2 separate regions of the Rattus norvegicus genome follow, and region 2 is linked to region 1. Evidence: chromatin contacts called from public Hi-C data. All regions are on one chromosome and are shown on one strand. The core of a region is the stretch at or near the end of the contact, and the rest is flanking DNA. Distances in the headings are between cores, read along the strand shown.

What was found. A called contact is a pair of places that touch in the nucleus more often than the background predicts.
Region 2: a contact with region 1 is called in a Hi-C map of the Rat2 cell line, with 9 times the contacts expected there. The contact joins two enhancer-like sites. A contact is called at or near these places in 5 of 12 Hi-C or Micro-C datasets (the Rat2 cell line, frontal cortex, hepatocytes and 2 more).

What each region holds. Positions count from the first base shown.
Region 1 is chr1:237,004,896-237,008,128 of GRCr8, forward strand. No RefSeq gene overlaps it. Among named protein-coding and RNA genes, the nearest start is that of Ranbp6, 16 kb to the left of the region's middle. Within about 2 kb of position 1,681, at least 5 of the 93 cell types and tissues checked have an H3K27ac peak or open chromatin away from gene starts, as enhancers often do.
Region 2 is chr1:237,308,310-237,311,479 of GRCr8, forward strand. Gldc (glycine decarboxylase) reads right to left here. Exons shown (of 25, transcript NM_001415944.1): 20 at 2,041-2,182. Among named protein-coding and RNA genes, the nearest start is that of Gldc, 66 kb to the right of the region's middle. Within about 2 kb of position 1,797, at least 8 of the 93 cell types and tissues checked have an H3K27ac peak or open chromatin away from gene starts, as enhancers often do.

The sequences.
Region 1 (3,233 bases), core at 431-2,930:
AAAAACATCTCACTTGATTTTTTCAATTTTTTTTAAAGGGCGGTGGTCATTGCTGACAGTCTCCATTTCTAAGTTCTTCTCTCAGGTGGTGATTGAATCATGAATCTGCTCCAGCAGCAATGCCTGCAAGAGATCAAGCATTAGTACTGTGGATGCCAGAGATACTGCCGAGTGAGGGGCTGGAAGCCCCTTAAAGTTTTCGTACAGTTCTTTGATTCAGAGGGATATCAGATTCATAGCAGCATCAAGTCCTCAAGACATGTGTCCTCAGGGCCGTGCCACACTGAGGCTCACCCATGTGCCTGTGGTAACTCGTGAGCCGAATCCCATGAGTTCTAAAGCCATTTGTTGTTTCTCCCGCATGGCCCCCAGAGAGAGACTCACAGCTAAGGAAGTGCTTCTGTTGGGTTGGCCCGTGGGCATGTCTGTGGGACTTTTTCTGAAGTGTTAATTGATGGAAGGGTTTCATCCCACACCGAGTGTACTATCCCGGGCAGGTAAGTCAGAGGAAGCAAGCTTGTAAACAGTGTTTCTTTGTGGTCCCCCCCCCCCCCGTTTCTTCTCTGAGTTCCGGCCACCGCATCCTTGGATAAAACACGAGCCACGCCCTTTCTCCTAAGTTGCTCTGCGTCAAGATGTTTATCACAATAACGGAAAGCAAACTGGGACAGTATGGTTAAGAATTTTAAGTTCTATCAAATGTCTTTGTGAGCTTCGATTGCTGTGACAAAACACCATGGGCAGGGCAACTTATAGACAAAAGGGTTTCTTAGTAGTTTCCGGTTTCACAGGATGATTCCACAGCCATCATAGAAGGGAGCATGGCAGCAGGCAGGCAAGGGCACTGAGCTATTGCTAAGACTTTGCTCTTTGATCCACAAGCAGGAGGCAGATTGAGGTAAACTGGAGTGGTTTGGCCTTTTGAAACCTCAAAGCTCACCACACACCTGAACCAACAAACACACACCTCCCGAATGGTTTCACTAACTGGGAACCAGGTACTCAAACATCTGTATCTATGGGGGTCATTTGCTATTGAAAGCATTTTACATCTTACCAGTGGGTGGCGCCCCTGCTTTAGGACTGAAGTAAGCTGCTTGACCACCACAAGGGACCTTCCTAGAGGTTTGAGGAACAATGGGAATGAATGAGGCCCAGAAAGTTACAATACTGTAAGTGAAAGTTACAGATTTCTAGCAGAGGTAAAGCCAGTCCACTAATTAAGGTGTTATAGTCTGGTATAGAGGGACCGGAAAACACAGAGATGGTTATATTGACAAAAATCAACGCCTAATTGCAAATAACAATTTGGGAGCGGGTGAGTGGGTGGGGGAATCCCCTCATAGAGAGGCCAACGGGAGCGGGCAGAGGGAGGCATGAGATGGGGGTTTTATGGAGAGGTAACTGGGAAGGGGGATATAATTTGAAATGTAAATGAATAAAATGACTAATAAAAAATAGTTGGAAGAGAAGGTGGTGGTAGTGAAATGGGCAGAGTTACAGATGAAATAAGAATTGCTTGTGACTCTTGCCAAAGTAAGGTGAGGGATAAATAGAGGGTTCTTATGTAATCCATGGTTTTGTATATATTTGAAAATTTTTCATTAAGAATGAAACCAACCTACGAATAAGATAGCAATGCTGAGAATACACACCAAACCACAGAGTTAATAGGAAGGAAAGGCTAAATATTGACCCAGAGGAGGCTGTAGCTCACAGGAAATGAAGAAACCCAATGAATGTGTAGTACTGAGTCATATTGTTTAAACTTCAATTTGATTGCCGGGGGGGGGGGGGGGGAGAGGAATCGCATTGTATTAGCTTGAAAAGTCAGTTTTTAAACAAAGTATAAATTGTCTTGTCCTTTTGTTTGGGGTGAATCTGGGATAAGCAGATGGGTGATACTGTCGACAGAAAGTCCAGAGTTAGGGAAGACAAAAAACTCTAGCCTTCAGACACAAAGGAGTGAGAGAAAATGTCCTCCTTACAATTGTAAATTCTTCATGGCTCAAATTCAGAGAGGACTGAGCTGGCTCATTCTGATTAATGATGGTTCATTTAAGGATACTTCTTTTAAGGGATATGTTTTATGTCCTCTGAAGAGTTTTCCCAGGTTGTTGTAGATAGATAGATATCCATGGAATTTAATATTTCTGAAGCATTAATAAAAATAGTTTAAAAAAACCTATGAAATTTTCTATCCATACAAAGGGGTAAAATCCCTTTCAAGTGATCTTTCTTAGTATTCAGAAAAGTCTTGCTTTAATTGTAAAAGGATATATATAAATAAATAACATATATATATATATAAATTTATGTGTGTAGTTGTTTTGCTTAAATGTATGTTTGTGCATTATTTGCTTGAAGAGCCCACAGAGACATTAGATCCCCAAGAACCAGAGTTATAGATGGTTGTAAGCTGCCATGTGGATTCAGGCCATCAAATCTGGGTCCTCAGAGATAGGAGCCAGTGCTCTTAAACTGAGCCATTTCAGCAGCTCCAGGAAAGCTCCCAGTTTTAAAGATTTTGCACAGTAAGATAAAGAAGGTATTTCTATTTTCAAGTTACACAAGGCCAAGTTACAACAATCACAACTTATTCTGTTATACATGCATGGTACTCTCTTCTCTTAAATAAAAGAAATGATTTATTAATGGTAAAGCGATGCATTTCCTTTAAACCAAAATTTACTTATAACCCTACTAATGATTCAGTCAGTTATCTCATTGGAAAACTGAATGTTTTCCCTTCCACATTCTAGCTATCCTTGAGGCTCTGCCAAGAGATGGAATTTGGAATAAGGACGATATGACTTACAGGCAGCCAGAGGCCTGAGTGTCACACTTCTGGCCACCAAGGACTGTGGTGAAGAAGAGAGAGGGCCTTGCTGCACATCACACTTGGGCTGTAGAAGGAGCTGTCACATCAACCATGGGCAGCCTCTGCATAGTGTGGGACACTGCTTACACCTCCTTTGATGCTTTGGCTGTTAGGTGCTGAGGATGGAAACCTGTGCTAGATTCCTCAAAGGCTGTGAGGAGTTTAAATGCAAGCCGTGAAGCTGGGACTGGGAGAATGTGTGGATACCCAGGGATGCTGTGGTCCTAAGCAAGAGAAGGTCGGGAGAGAACCAGATATCACTAGACTATCATGGGGCCAAATGCCTCAAACCATTTCAGACTCAGTAAATGCTTGAAGTTATACCAGGAAGCTGAGATTTTATCTGTGGGCT
Region 2 (3,170 bases), core at 547-3,046, 300 kb after region 1:
GGGGGTGGGGGTGTGGGCGTGGGTGTGGGTCAGAGTAGCCTTCCGGAAGTCAAAGCTAAACTTTACCATAACCTTGAAATCGAGCAAATGAGGGGAGGTTGGGTCTGTAGAGGGGGAGGGGGAAGTGCCAAGTGAGTGGACTGACAACAGCTTACAGTGGGAAAGGCACGTGACTGTCATCTGGGAGTCATCATAGCACCGGGGATTAGGATCTCACGTCCTGAGTCTTTGCTTTGACATGGATGTGGCCCAGTCAACTTCCTACATGTCAGAGTCACCAAGCATCATTCTCTAAATGCTGATGGCTCTAAGCACAAGGCCACATCAGTTGGGTTTTATTCTCAGTGGGACGGGGCCAAAACACATGCTGGTGAGACCAGGCAGTGAAGGTAGGAAGCAAGGAGGGTTCGGGGCATCAGGAAGAGATTATCCTTCGTGAGTCTCCACAGTGCAGTACAGAGGGTAAGGAGAAGTAATAACCTGAAATAAGATAAGGCTCAAATAAACACTACTTATTTAGCTTGAAAACTCATACTCTGTTTGGTGTTCTGGGCATATGGCCAAAACAGCCTTAGGGGCTTTACTTTCTATATGTAAGAAGCCATCTCCAGCCCAAATATGTTTATACAAATAGTCCAATTTAATAGGATCCATGGATCAAAGGGACCGGGGGATTTGGTTGTTTGCAAAGAAGACAATTTTCATTCTCATTGGGTTTGTTTCTCTAATTTGCAAACGACTTGCACAACACTTCAAAGACGGCATCAAGGCTCCGGGGTACAGAACTGTTGCCTTTGCTTCCAATAAACTTTTCATTAAAAATCATAAATGAAGCATGCTTTGAGATGCATGCTGGGAAAGCCAAGACTTGGGAGACAGAAGGAGCTGGATTCGGAGCTCAAAGACTCCTGTCTTAAAAACAAAAACAAACTAAAAAGGGAAAACAACAAAAATAAAACAAAGAATTATAGGGACTGGAGAAATGGCTTAGTGGTTAAGAACACTGGCTGCTCTTCCAAAAGACCCATTCCAGGACCTGTACAGTGACGAATTGGAATCTGTATAATTCCAATCCCAGGCAATCTGATACCTCCAACAGGCACCGTATAGACACAGTACACAGACCCACACGAAGACGAAACACCCATATACATACAATAAACAAAGTCTCAGAATATTATGTAAAAAGGAATCACAAATACCAAGCAGTCACATGACCACCTATGCCTCTAGTCCCACACTTGGGAGGCTAATCCGAGAGAACCACAAGCTTGTACCAGACTGGATAAAGACACTGTGTCTCAGAAATAAGCTTTAAAAAAGAATCATAAATGTCATCGCACTCAGACAGCGCCAGCCCCACAGTTACCCAGCACGACTTGTATAGCTGAGTCCGGGTTTTTGTCTCACCCGAGGCCACCCTCCCTTTACCAAGGGCCATTGGTTTTGAAAACACTGTTCTAATTAGCAACCTAGCAAGAGTGCCTGTTCACAGATTTGACATTCTAGAAGGTGGGCAGGTCAGTCTGAACAAGAGCTGCATAAAATCGATTCTGGTTTGAATGTTTCTGTGGAGAAGGACAAAGGGGGATAAGCCTGTTCTCTGACAAAGTTCCGTTACCCCTAAAATCACAGTCCCCCGAGTCTGAAACCACCCCAATTCCCAATCCATCCTACTCATCCTCCATGCCTCCTAGAAATGCACCCCATCCTGTCCCCCCAAGATCTCAGCAGAGTGTCCCAATGGCCATGTGCAGCGCTCCTCGCTTGCTCGGAGCTGACTGTACTCAACAGGAAACCAGATGACGCAGCCAGAACACTCGCATGACTCACGGAGCTTAACGGTGTCTGGAAAAATGCAAAGCCATCATGAGAATCTAAAGGAACAGATGAAACAGTTCTGGGTGGCCTTCTAGGTTTCCTCCACCCAGCACTGGACATGACCCCAGCCATCAGCACCTCAAGTCACAGAGTTCATTTTTAGCCCCTCTAAGAAAGTGAGTCCCACCCCTCCACAGTAACACACGTTCTTAAACTCACCTTAATATAAGCCCATGAGATGGGCAAGATGGAGCTGGAGCCCCATGGGGCCGCACTGACAGTCCCCACAGGCCAGGTGTCCTCATTTGGTTTTAGGCAAACAATGGGATGGCTGGGCAGAAAAGGCACAAGATGCTTCTTCCTGTATTGGTTTTAAGGCGCACATTGAAATGATGTGGAAGGGACACAATTAAACCAAGTGGCTACCTTCTCTAGGAGCTCTGTTCTTCATGGGGGAACACTGATGGGGGTAGGGACCTGACACGGGTAGGGGGCAAATAACAAGAAAGCAACTCAGGTGGGATCTCTCCATTCCTTCCCTCCCTCCCTCCCTCCCTCCCTCCCTCCCTCCCTCCCTCCCTCCCTTCCTTCCTTCCTCCCTCCCTTCCTCCCTCCTTCTTTCCTTCTACCTAATATCTTCCAAGAACTTTCATAGAAAACTTGGCAGAGGCAGCCCCATACAGATCCCTCATAGCAACCCACACCCTTTCAAGCTGTCTGCTGACTACGGAAGGCTGCTGATGACATGGTGCCCCTGCCCTCCACTTGGGGGCTAACACACGAACACTGCCCCACTACACACCCTCTGAACCACCTGGGACGCTCACTAGCTATGCATAATGTGTATCAAAAGGAAAAGACAACCAGACTCCCAGCAAGCCTAAACACTGCCCTTCCCAGACCACCACCACACATTTTGAGAAGTCCAGAAGCTCTAGATAAGTCCGTTACTATAGTGACAAAACTGTCAACAACTAAAAGATATCCCACCGGGACACAGTGATGTCATGCACTTATCTCTAGTATAAAGTGTTTCCTCCTCATTCGTCATGGAGCTAATGAAGAAGATTAAAGCCTTCATCCAATTCACTCTCAATAGTTTCAATAGTTTCTTTGGTTTTGGTTTTGTTGTTTTAACAGGGTTTCTCTGTGTAACAGCCCTGGCTGTTCTGGACTCAGATTTCTAGACTAGGCTGGCCTTGAAATCACAAAGATCTGCCTCCCCAGTGTTGTGATTTAAGGCAAGTGTGGCCACGCTCAGCAAGTATAAGCTTTTTTTTTTTTTAAAGGAAAAGAGAACAAGTAAATTAAATAAATAAATAACTCTCAGAAACATGAGGTCAAATCCA